Linked DNA regions of Mus musculus: region 1 is linked to region 2. Evidence: chromatin contacts called from public HiChIP or PLAC-seq data. All regions are on one chromosome and are shown on one strand. Each heading gives the region's core, a stretch centred on a gene start, on an enhancer-like site or on the middle of the called end of the contact. The rest is flanking DNA. Distances are from core to core; before and after follow the strand shown. Region 1 overlaps Gm36574 (a long non-coding RNA gene). Region 2 has its middle 30 kb from the start of Hivep3.

What was found. HiChIP or PLAC-seq counts read pairs in DNA pulled down with a chosen protein or histone mark.
Region 1: a CTCF HiChIP or PLAC-seq map of the NIH/3T3 cell line shows a contact between it and region 2, with 5 read pairs. The contact joins two enhancer-like sites.

The regions. Positions count from the first base shown.
Region 1 is chr4:120,365,237-120,371,354 of GRCm38.p6, forward strand. All of the region lies in intron 3 of Gm36574 (a long non-coding RNA gene), which reads right to left. Among named protein-coding and RNA genes, the nearest start is that of Gm36574, 29 kb to the right of the region's middle. Within about 2 kb of position 4,080, at least 88 of the 459 cell types and tissues checked have an H3K27ac peak or open chromatin away from gene starts, as enhancers often do. A contact at or near this core is called in the NIH/3T3 cell line, where this site is marked.
Region 2 is chr4:119,781,891-119,788,224 of GRCm38.p6, forward strand. It overlaps a transcript of Hivep3 not described here. Among named protein-coding and RNA genes, the nearest start is that of Hivep3, 30 kb to the right of the region's middle. Within about 2 kb of position 5,046, at least 47 of the 459 cell types and tissues checked have an H3K27ac peak or open chromatin away from gene starts, as enhancers often do. A contact at or near this core is called in the NIH/3T3 cell line, where this site is marked.

The DNA.
Region 1 (6,118 bases), core at 2,830-5,329, 580 kb after region 2:
GTCACAGTCAGCCTCACACACAAGCCCAGACAAGACACATGTGCTTATGAACTTCACACACACACACACACACACTTACACACACATGCATGCACTTTCATGTGTGCATGCACATGCATGCATATACCATATACTCACATGCACTCATGCACTGGGATGTTGAAACGCTGGCAGTTTTCATACTCATTCATACACTGACACACCCACCCCCAGCCACCTCCACACACACACCCGCATGCACCTGCTACCTGATGCACACATGTGATTCCACAGTCACGTTCACATGCAAACAGGCACAAGCACACTCCCTGTGTCTTTGTGAATGACTGTCAGTCTCTGAAAGCACTCTTTCTCCCTCCTCCTATCTCCTCCTACTCCCTCACTCTCGTCTCTCCCCTCAGTCCTCAGCCTGTCCTTGTCTGGAGTCCTGCCCTCTGGGCTGAGCCCTAGAAGGAGAGGCTGTCATTTCCAAGAGGGCAGATTATCGGGCACAGACAGCATTCGGCCTTGAGGAAGGGCTAAGGTTGGAGATTTTAATGCACCCCCTCTTCCAGATGATTTACTGTCAGATCCTATGCTGGATTTAACAGCAACAAAACTTACCCCCTCTTCAAACAAAACCCTCCTACATGCTTGCCACAGTGAATATCCAAACAACTCTGTCTAATCCTAAGCAGCAACTGAATAGCTGTTTTCCTGAGAGTTTGAGCACTAACTAGGTATTATGCTGAGTAGCTGTTTACTGAGGGTTTGAGCACTTACTAGGTGCTATGCTGGGTAGCTGTTTACCGAGGGTTTGAGCACTAGGTACTGTGCTGAGTAGCTGTTTACTGAGGGTTTGAACACTGGGTGCTGTACTGGGTCCTCCATCCCACCCATTTCCTCTGTCAACCTCCCACCAGGAAGATCAGATCTGTTCCACAGAAAAGGAAATCAGACCTTGTACAGTGCTTATGACCTCCAAGTGACAAAGCTGGGTCTCAAAGTGAGGTCTAACAATTTTCACAGTCAATGCTGCACCCAGAGACATCCTCTGTATTAGCAGGTGCTGGAAAAGACACCTGCCAATCAAAGCTAGCTACTGGCCATTATTCCCCCTAAAAATCCTTGGGTCATTCTCTGCCTTCCACCTGAGGACCTTTGCAAATTGTCTTTGGGTCTCTAGCACTTCTGTTTCCAAATTACCTACCCGCTCATCCTTCCAAGTCCCCTGCTACAAATTAAGTCTGTTAAAGGAATTATTCTGGTTCTGTCTGTCTCTTGCTCACTTCAGCCAGGCCTAGGTATCAAGTGTTTGCTACAAACACAATGGCTCATCAAGGTGTTATGTTAGGCATACTTAGAAAAGAGGAATTCCTTTCTTAGATATCATTGGTTTCCTCTCTCCACTTTATGCTAAAAGTAGATCCTTCTACATTTTGGAAGGTAAAATATTCTCTTTTGAGACAATATTTCATGTAGCCCAGGCTGGCTTCAAACTTGCTACACAGCCAAAGATGACCTTGAGCTTTTGATTCTTCAACTCCCAGCTCCAAAGTGCTAGGATTATAGATATGCATCACCAGGCCTAGCTGGGGATTGAACCCAAGTCTTATCGAATGATAAGCAAGCACGCCACCAATTGAGCTACATACCCAGTCCACAAAATGTTCTTTTTAGTAAACTTGAGAAAAAAAATCTCAAATTACTGATTCTCTGGTTTCACTGCATGTCACTCCCCATTTCTCAGTAAGAAGGTCTGGGAACCTCTGGTTACTGATGCAGCTCACCCATGGCTCTCCACCTGTGCATCGTCACCCCCACAGAGGTCACTATCAGATAGTCTACATATCAGATATCTGCACCACTAGTCACAACACTAGCAAAATTACAGTTATGACGTAACAACTACATAATTTTATGGTTGTGGGTCACCACAACATGAACTGAATTAAAGAGTTGCAATGGAAGGAAGGTTGGGAACCACTGACCTAATCTTTAACCCCTCACTGCTACAAGATGAAGAAATGAATGCAAGACAAACCTAACTTGTCAAAGAAGTAGCTTTCTCTATGGACTGCCTAGACTTTGGGATCAAAGATTTGCTTCAAAGCCAACCAAGGTACTATGTGATCACACGTAAGCAAGTCCCTGGGTTTGTGTGAGCCTCAGTTTCCCCACTTGACTGTTACCTAATCTGAGAATGGAATCAGACATAAATTTGATTATAATTTAGAATCTGTGAAGAGTGAGTTGCCACAATCAGTTAGCTATCTTGGCCCACGCCCTGTTATGCCTCCCTGGCTCTTGTGTTCTACAGGGACAAGAGTGGTCTATGGAACACTCACAGTTGCACAATGTGGTCCTCTGAGACTCATCTTCAGAGAGCACAGAAGTTCATCTGTGGTTGACAGCAAGCTATGAGTTACTCTACAGAGAGGACAGTAGAGTAGCTAGCACATGGCTGACTGAAGAGAAGCGGCTACTCTTTCCTTTCCCCTCACATCTTTTTCCTCTAGCACTGTTCTCTGAATTTCTTCAGTGGCAACTGTTTCCTTCCTTAGGGTTTGATTTTGGAAGAATCCCAAGGTCAGAGGGTCAGAGGGTTAGCAATGGAACCAAAGAGGGACACCTGCAGGGACACAGAGGGGAGGGCTTCTTTCCTGTTGGCCCATGCAAGCCTTACATGGCTTCCTCTGCAGAGGTAGGTTTGCATCTCCCTAAATAGGTGGTCATTGTGGAAGTTCAGAGAGGAGGACTCTGGCTTCTGCGGCAGCCTGTCATCTGTGCCAAGCCAGATGTCATAAACAGGATGACACAGCACCTATTCCACACCCCCATCCCTCTTAAGTGAGTGAAGCAGAGCCCTGCCTGCCTTCTGCTGCTTGCTGATGGACATAGGGGAGTTTCAAGGACAACTCAGAAGGTTCAAACTAGACAGTGACCTTGGCAGTATCTAGCCCAACTCCCTCCTTCCGCACTCTCCCTTATCTATAAGGAGAAGAAAGCCAGAGGGAGCAAGCACCACCCAAAGTCTCCTGACCCTCACCCCGTGTCCTAAAACTGCCCTGAGACACAGCTCTGCCTAAGAGGAGCTAACAACTCCTCTCCTAGGATTTCCTGAGAATAGCTACAGCTGTGAAGGAAAGAGAGTAAGCCTAAGAAGAGATGTAGGGTGGAGGGAAGGCTGCCAGCTAAGAGAAATGGACAAATCAAGGGATGCTACCCCACACTTTGAGCTCAAGGCCCTCCCTGCTATGGAGCCCTTCCTCAGCAGAGGCCAGCTAGACAGCCACTGTGTCTTTGGCTCCCCAGGTGACCAGGCAAGCACATCTGTCTTCAGCATCTTCATCTATGAGCGAGAATAAGTACTGTCTCATATCTATCCCAAGACATTCACCTTGCCTGTAAGGGCTATAGCCCACAGCAGAACCTGATAGCCATAGTGACAGAGGTGCTCTGTGCCACCAACTCCCTCAGGGCCCAGGGCAGGTGCAGAAAGGGTCTCTAGCTTAGGGTTTTTGCCTCAGTCTCCCATTAGATCCACTCTCTGGATCATCTTTGCCCCTCCATTTCCCCCAAATCTTCTAGCCTCCTTTAGCAGTTGCTCATGGGAGACTGAGCCTAGGAAGGTGCGCCACCTAGGGGCCCTTGGCTTCCACTGTAGCATGAAGGTACAAGGAAGGAAGTAGCAGGCAGGGTTGGCTCCATCTGACTTCTGGGCAGTTAAGAAAATTCAAAACGGGGAAAGTGGAAAATCAGACAGCAACAACACGACATAATCCAGACCAGATCTCAGGCCTTCTGATCTAGCAAGCTCTTCTTTTTGTCTCCGTGTTCCAAGGACATCTGGGTAGAGGGACATTCACCCATTAAAGTAAGAGTAAACGATACTCTTTGGTGGCACAGAAGTCCTTTTAAATCACTGGGAAATGTTCTCTGCTTGTTTCCATGAAGATTTGGAGTGGACTGGAGTAAGCTGTGGGTGGGAAAGGCCTGATGGAAACCGCAGGGGACAAACCAGGGCCTGGCTTCATCAAGGACTTGGCTGTGTGACTCCAGTTGCTGACCAGGAGAAAGTTCCAGAAAAGTAGCAAAGTGGGATCAACTTCCTTCTGTGTTCTGAATAAAATTTGAAAGCAAGCATGTGACTCACTTTCAAGCAACCACTGGGGCCATCTGCCCCTCCCCCACCAGTCTAGGACAAGAGCCAAAGTTCTTGCCTCCCTCCCTCCCCTTCCCTCCTCTCCCCTCCCTGACCTTTATCTTTCCCACCCCCATCCTCCCTTCCCACCCACTGTCCCTCATCTATACCCCCAACTGCTACCGGCCACCTCACCACTCTTCTGGACCCTAGGGGTAGTTTTTGCTTTGGCCTCTGCCTGCAGTACCTTCTGTGCAACCCTCCCTCCGATTGCCTTCAGGGTTTTAATTAAATGTCACCTTCTGGAGAGAGGTCTTCCCTACCTGAAGCTCAGCACCTGCCCGGCTTTCTCAGCCTTAGCATTGTTCTGAATGTACTTTTGTCTCCGTCCTGCCTGCATTCAGTCTGCCCGTTGCTGAGTTCTGAGCACAGAGTAACTCTCATTAAGTGTGTGGATGACTATTCAAGTAGTCATTCTAAAAAGAAAGTAAAAACAGAACGCTGACCTACCCCACAGACTGCCCTTGGAAACTCAGAAAACAGTTAACATGCAAATGCTTCATTTGAGAAACCCCTGCCTTTGAGCATTCACTGGTCCCTTGGGCACTAGGAGACAAGGGAAGGCATGGCAGTGCCCCTCACCCCTGTAGATAATGAAGTGGAAGCATCGCCCGCAGGCTCAAGGGCTGGAGGGGGGCCCACAGCTGGTCCGGGTATTGCTAAGAGCCCAGTCTGTAGGCTCAGCCGCTGCAGAGCCATCTCCTTCCCACGCTGCAGCTTCTGTGGAGTGGGGGACCTGGAAGCACTTACGCCAAAGCACTCTGCTGAAGTATTGTTCTTCGCATAAGCACAGCACTTAAGTGGCCACCCAGTCGGCTTTCAGAGGGCCATCTCAGGGGACAGACAGAGCCTTTCCTAACATGCGTGAAAGCTTATTAGGCACCAACTCTATGGCAGGCTAAGAGACCAGTCCGGGGCTGAGGAGACCAGCTGCTCAAAGCACCAGGGCTGGCTTCCCAGAGCAGAATCTGTCCTCCTGGGGGAGCTGAGGGCAGTGGGTGGACTTGGAGAGAAGTGGGGAGGTGTGGGCAGGGCAGCACTTGGGCCAGGTATAGAGAGTCTAGGACTGAATCCCAGCTTCTCAGGCAAGTGAACTCTATCTCCACTGGCCAATTTTGAGGGGCTAATTTTACCCTTCTCACGCACTGTCCTCTATGGACTAGTCTCTGATGCAGCTCCCAGCAAACTATGTTAGCATGTGTGCCCCAGGGGAGTTTTGCTTCCAGGGGACATTTGGCAATGTCTGGAGACAGCTTTGGTTGCCACCTCTGGAGGATGTGACTATCCAGAGATAGCAAATGCCAGAGATGCTAAACATCTCTTATGCTGCACAGCATCCCTCAAGGATTACCTCGCCTGAAATGTCAGTTGTGACAAAGTAGAAAAGCCCACCAGACCAAGTCCTAGAGAAGCAGGATATGTGCACATGCTGGAGTCTCCTTTACACACACACAGCGCCCAGGGTGTTGCCTGGAATTATATCCTTGAGTGCTTACTGATGGATGTGGACCAAAGCAGAAAGCCTCAGGGTCCACCTTGCTCTGGGCCTGTGATTTAAAACCCTCTGGTTTTATCCATCAGAGCGCACAGAACCTTCTCATTGACAGGCTGACAGATCTGGGGTTGGAGGTCAGAAGTGTCCTCAGGAAAGGAGGACTCAGGTCCTGCTTGTATGTGTTTCCATTTCTCCCTGAAGTTTCCAGCCCCTGCTATGCCTTTATACACCCCCTCTCAGATGTCTTGGAATTGGCCTGACATAACTGTGAGCTTAGTTCTCCACACACACCCTCTTTGAAGAGCCTTAGTGAGTCACTTTATTCTCCCTTCTCATCTGTAAACTGGCGCCATGATACCTGACCTGCCCCAAAAGCTTGTGAGCCCACACTGAGGGCTGGACTGGCATGGACAAGACTCTATCCTAAGCAGGACAAGTTG
Region 2 (6,334 bases), core at 3,796-6,295:
CACATTTCAGTATTTATTTTGCTTTGATATTGAGACAGGGTCTCACTATGTTGCCATGTAGCACTGGCTGGTTAGAATGCATAATCCTCCTGTCTCAGTCTCCTAAGTGTTAGCATTACAGACATGCAATACCACACCTCATTCTCAACAGAACTTTACTAGTGGACACAACTCAATCCACAGAACAGTATTTTTGCTCATCTGCATTTTAATGTTCTTTTAAGGGTCAGTGGTAGACTTTTCAGAGGCTCTGGAGTTACATTATGAATGTCAATATGCCTGTGAACATTGTCTTATGGACACTAATCTGTAAGGTAGAGGAAACAGAGTGAGGCCATGCTGGGTGTAAGCAAGTTCTATTCATTATCTCCTCAAGCCCCAGAGGTTCTTCCTTCCCTTCCATCCTTAGGAAAATGATTCTACAACAATGCCATAGCTACTAACTGGGGGTGGCTGTGACCTTGTCTCTTTGGGGAATTTGTGGCTGAGGTAATTCAGGATGAAGGAAGGGTATCTCTAGTATCTATTTAGTGAACACCAGCAATGCTGCTAAACAAGACCCAAAAATGCACAGGGCTGGCTCCCCAGACATTGCTATTGTTAATGTTGCTGGCATTCCAAAGCCCTTTGGTGATGCAGGTATGTGCCTCAGCATTTTAGGGTAGTGATAATAAAATGCTTGCCTTGAGTTTGGAACTCTCTCATTGTGTGTGTGTGTGTGTGTGTGTGTGTGTGTGTGTGTGTGAGAGAGAGAGAGAGAGAGAGAGAGATCCTAAGAGGCTCTGATGTTTCCCTCCTTTGCTGCTTTGGTTAGTGTAGTGAGTTGAATTTGAACATAGAAACCAAGTCAGACAAGTCAGTATTACCAAAGCCATGCAGTCTCCTTTGCTTTTTTTTTTAAGCCATCAAAGCTTGCAAAATAAAGTTCATGTTCTCAGAGTCTAGTGGAGCCCAGGGAAGGTGACTGAGGTCACAAATGAGTGTGTGGGGAAGTAATGTCAAAAATAAATATGAACTGTGGAATAGCTGCCGTGAAATTTCCCCTTTCTTTGTGTGTATTTATACATATATGTGTGCACAGGCTTAGGTGTGTGTATGTCTCTGCATGTACAAGGGCACATGTGCATGTATGTCTATGTGTGTACACAGGCATGTGTGTATATGTATGTATGTATGTATATATGTGTATATATATGTGTGTGTGTGTACATGTCTGTGCATGTAGTGTCTGAATGTGCACACATATGTTTGTGAATGTATAGCTGTCTGTGTATGTATATATGTATGTTTCTGTGTATGCACACTTGCACACGTGTGTGTGCATTTTTGTATGACTATATGTGTATATGCATGCATGTGTGTATATGTGTGTGTTGCTGGAATTGTACTTTGGCATCATGAATCCTAGCTAGGCAAGTGATCTGCCACTGAGCTATCTTTCCAGTAATTTTTTTCTAATCAACTTATATTCAATTTTAAAAAGACAGCAAGTAGTGATTATTTTGTATGTGGTATGAATGCTTTTTAACCCACTGGCCCAGGAAAGGTAAGCCCTTTAAGCCAAACTAGATATGCCACAGTTTGAGATTGGGTTTGATTGAGGAAACTGGGCTCCGTTTCTGCTCTTTACAGCTCCTCACTTTGTCCTGAGTGTCCATGTTCATGGGTAGTTATTTATTGTCCTTTTCACTTGGACTGAAGTGTAGATTCCTGTAATACTGGCTTAAATGAATCTCTTGACACTTCTTTTTTTTTTTAAAAGAATCTCCTGCTTGACTGTGTCAATAAACACTTTATTGGTGGAAGTCCCTGATCTCTTATAAAATTAATTTTATACTTATAGAGCTACCAGTTCCAGCTCCTGCTTTCTGGTATTTTCCATCTGTGCATTGTTGCCTTTTCTGAGGTGGTCAGGAATTTGTCAACATTTTGTTCTAGGTGCTAGGTATGGAAAACCTGGAGCATCATTTGTTATAGACTCTCGGACTCTCAGAGACTCAAAAAGGGGAGCATATTTTCATCCTGCCTTTGAAACAAGGTCTCACTATGTAGCTCTAGCTGTCCTGGAAGTCACCGTGTAGACCAGGCTGGCCCTGAGGTCACAGAGATTCACCTCTCTTTGCCTCCCAAGTGCTGGGATTAAAGGCATGCACCAGTGTGCCCAGCACTGTTTTTCATGATTAATTGTCACAGCACCACCTGGATTAAAATGATGAACTATCTCATCTTTGGGAATAGATATTCCTGATTCCCCTATGTTGGTCATTGTCAGATACTGTGTAACAACAGCCTTACACAGTTATAGTCCTCTACAGTCCTGCAACTGCTCTCTGTTTCTTCCTCTACCTCCTCTTTTGTATCTCGCAAGCAGATTATCCAAGATTTAGCTGCCCTGGGCTGGGCTGGACCCAGATTGTGGGTTTTGTCCAGGTCTGCTACAACATCCCATCTTCCTGTGCTTGTGCATGGTAGTAGCCAGGCAATATTTTCTGCATGGTGATTATCTGTCATAGTTTCTGATGGTTAGAAAGTCAGGAAGGGACCCAATGAAGTGATCCCAACCCAGGATCTCTCCTGAAGCCACAGTCTAATGGTGGTTAGAGCTGGCACAGTGGGGAATGGGACAGATTTTTCTGTCTTCATGTTGTTTCAGGCTTTTCCATGTGGGCCAGTTGGAGTTTCCAAATAGGTTGGTGAATTGAGAATTGCCACACTGTGCACAAGGCAAGTTAGAACTCCTGCATAGCTGTTGCCAGAGACTTAAATGGAAGGCATCAAGGTGCTTGGTCTCACTGAAGACTGGTGCTAGATCAAAGACTGGCAGGTCAAACTTGTACCAGCAGCAGCTGCAGGAGCTGAGTTACCTAAGAAGGTGGAAACCTGCCATGGCCTCTTCCAGAACCCTGACTGCTCCATTCATGAACCCACTGCATCAGCACCATATGCCCAAGGACAGAGTTGATGGACAGCTGTCCAGTTTTTATGTGGTTATTCATTCTTCCTCCACAGTTAGAGTCCATTAGTAGGGACATGTGCACAATATTGAGGCCCTCAGACTTTGGGCCCAAAGGCCTGAAATACAACTCTTTGCAGACTTGCTTGTGCCAAAGCCACCAGACAAGCCTTTTTCCACTGCCCACGAATCTGTAGTAATAACCTTGCTATGGGCCACTTTCCACATACAGTGAGGATCATGCATGATACTGGCTGTCCATTTTCAGTTCACACCCACCCAGCCAGCTGACATATCTGCACACCTATTCTGAGGCATTCCCCTCCTTTATCAGTTGAGCATGGGAAATTCCCCAGTGAGGTCACAGTTGTGATCTGAGTAAGAAGGGTTGCTGTAACATCAGGGAGCGGCATGGTAGAGTAGACCTTGGCTGCCTTTTCTTTCCAATCATGTCTTCAGCCCTGAAGGCTTCACTTGTGGGAAGCCTGGAGTGTACAGCTTTTGCTTTACGATGGCTTGTTGTGGACCCCCCAGCATTATGATTTTGTGGGTGCACTTAGCTCCGCATTTGCAGCTCTGCTTCAAGTGTTTGGCCCCTAGTAGATCAAGTCTACTCTAGTGTCGTTGATATGTTCTCAACCTGTGTATCATGATCCCTTTGTGGGGGTATTAAATGACCCTTTCATAAGGGTTGACTTGGACCATTAGAAAGCACAGATATTTATATTATACTTCATCACATTAGGAAAGTTATAATTATGAAGTAACAAAAATAATTTTATGGTTGGGGGTCACTGCTACATGAGGGACTGTTTTAAAGGGTTACAGCATTAGGAAGGTTGAGAGCCTGCTCTAGTGGTTGATACCTATATCCATGAATATATGGGCAATACAAACTGGCCTTGGTGGGTTTTACAGAGGGGCCATGTCATAGGAAAGAGGTAGCAAAGTAGAACTGGGAGGAGTTGGGGGAAAGAGTTGTGGGGAGGGTAAAAAATACTCCCATAACTAACAAAAATATTACATTAAAAGTTTTGTAGTTCTGTCCATTTAGTCACATGCTATCCCATGGCCAGAGTCCACAAGGTGGCCCAGAAGCCACCAGAAGCTCTTTTAGTGATTTGTTATTCTGTGCCGAAGAACCTACAGGCCTTGCTCCAGAGCCCTAGGGGTATGCCTTGAAATTCTCCACGTGGACTATCTCCAGCCACTGCCCCCCAACACCTTTAGCCAGCACAGCCTTTGCTCATGCAGTTGCCTTTGCCTCAGGTTGTTCCTGGCCATGCAGAGAAATGGCAGGGTCTGGACCCTCTGCAGGGTCAGCCTGCTCTGAGTCCCCCTCAAAGCAGGAGTCATTTATGCTGCCCTTTTTATTAACAAATGATATGATCAGAAAGTTTAAGTCACTTTCAAGGTCTCAGGGCAGGTAACTGGTGGCTGGGAGTCCCTCTGTGCCACTTCTGCTGCTCTGTGCTACTTCTGCTGCTCTGTGCTGCCCCTCCACAGCCAGCTAAATCCAGTTCTGCAATCTCAATGAGTAAAGAAGAGTCACCTGTAGTAGATTGCATGTGGGGGAATTAGCTCGCCCTGGCAATGCCAGATGTAGATCAGTTTGTCTTTTTAAAATAGGCTGTGACTCAGGTACCTGAATTGCTCAAGGACAGGCATTGGCACCATGTCCTGCCCTGACTCAGTGAGTGATTCAGACTGCGAACTGGCTAAACTGGGGAGGATTGTCTGGATGGTAAATAACCTTTTAGGTATCTTATCCCTTGGCTAAGAATAGACTTGGACCACAAACAAAACCTTCTGGACTCTTCTTCCTCCTCTACCACCTCCTCCTCTTCCTCCTCCTCCTCCTCCTCCTCCTCCTCCTCCTCCTCCTCCTCCTCCTCCTCCCCCCCCCGCCTCCTCCTCCTTTTCCTCCTCCAGTGCTTCAAGTCTTTGCTCTGTGTCCAGTCTAGACAATGGGCTTCATTGCAGTGTGAACTTTTCTTCCTTCTGTCCAGTATGTCCTTGGCGCACAGAGCTCTTCCAGATGCCTCTGGATTAACTGGAAGGCTAAGGAGGAGGTTGGCTCAGAGAGGTCTATTCACATGCCTAAGCTATTTATGTGGGAACCAAGATCTGACCCTAAGTGGTTTGGCTCTGCTACATCAGACTGGACCATGCTAAATATGTTTTATGTTTATTGACAATGATTAATGAGAAACTCATACCTCCTTGTTTAGCAGTGTCTTAGGGAACTAAAAACTGCCTAGAGATTGGATCAGTATTAATATTGTAATGATTGTGCTTTTTTATTCTACTTCATTTGGTAAAATGAACATCTAATTGTTGACATAAAGATCATTCTGGCCAGCCTTTGTTTTTGTGGCCTTACAGTGCTTCTTTTAGCCTTTGTGTATAGGCTTTCAGACTGGTGGGAGGTAGGTTTCAGGAAGTATGGCAAAATATAACAATATTACTGAGTCGAGAGGAAAAAAATCAGTTGTCTATGGTAAAATAGTTCATTTCATATATTTGTATCACTTCCAAATGTGTATTTATGGATACTTATTTTACAAAACAGGCATATAGTTTGATTAAAATAAAAAATAAATAAATTTATTCTCCCAAAGACCTTTTAGACACAAGCAATTTTCTCCCCATCTGCTCTGAACATAGAGGAATGAGTAGGAAGAATTTATGTAGAATCACAAGAAACCAAAGTTGGAGAACCTTCCAGTTGCTTCTCTTTAGCCTCAGTAATTTATTTCTAAGCTGGTCCAAACCCATACATACTTGTCTCAGTTACTTTTCTATTGCTGTGAGCAGACACCATGACCAAGGCAACTTATAAAAGGATTTGCTAACAATTTCAGAGGATAAGTCCATGGCCATCATGGTGGGGAGCATGGCAGCAAGCAGGCAGGCATGGTACTGGAGCCATAGCTGAAAGCTTACATCTGATTCATAAGCAGGAGGCAGGGTGGAAGAGGGAGACAGAGACAGAGACACAGATAGACAGACAGACAGACCTGAGCTTCAAGGCTTACCTTCAGTGACACACCTCCCCCAACAAGGCTGTTGGAGGATCCTTCCTAAACAGTCCACCAACTGGGTAACCAAACATTGAAATGTATGAGGCCCTGGGAGGGGGGCATTCTCATTTAAACCACCAAAATACTTAAACAAAATTTAAAAGTGAATTTCAGATTCCATGTGTAAATTAAAGGTCCATGGGCTCATATCTCCTTTCTTATTTAGAAACATTTTGATTTGCATGTATATACATCTATGTATGTATGTATGTATGTATGTATGTATGTATGTATCTATCTATCTATCTATCTATCTATCTATCTATCTATCTATCTATCTATCTGTGTATGGGTTTGT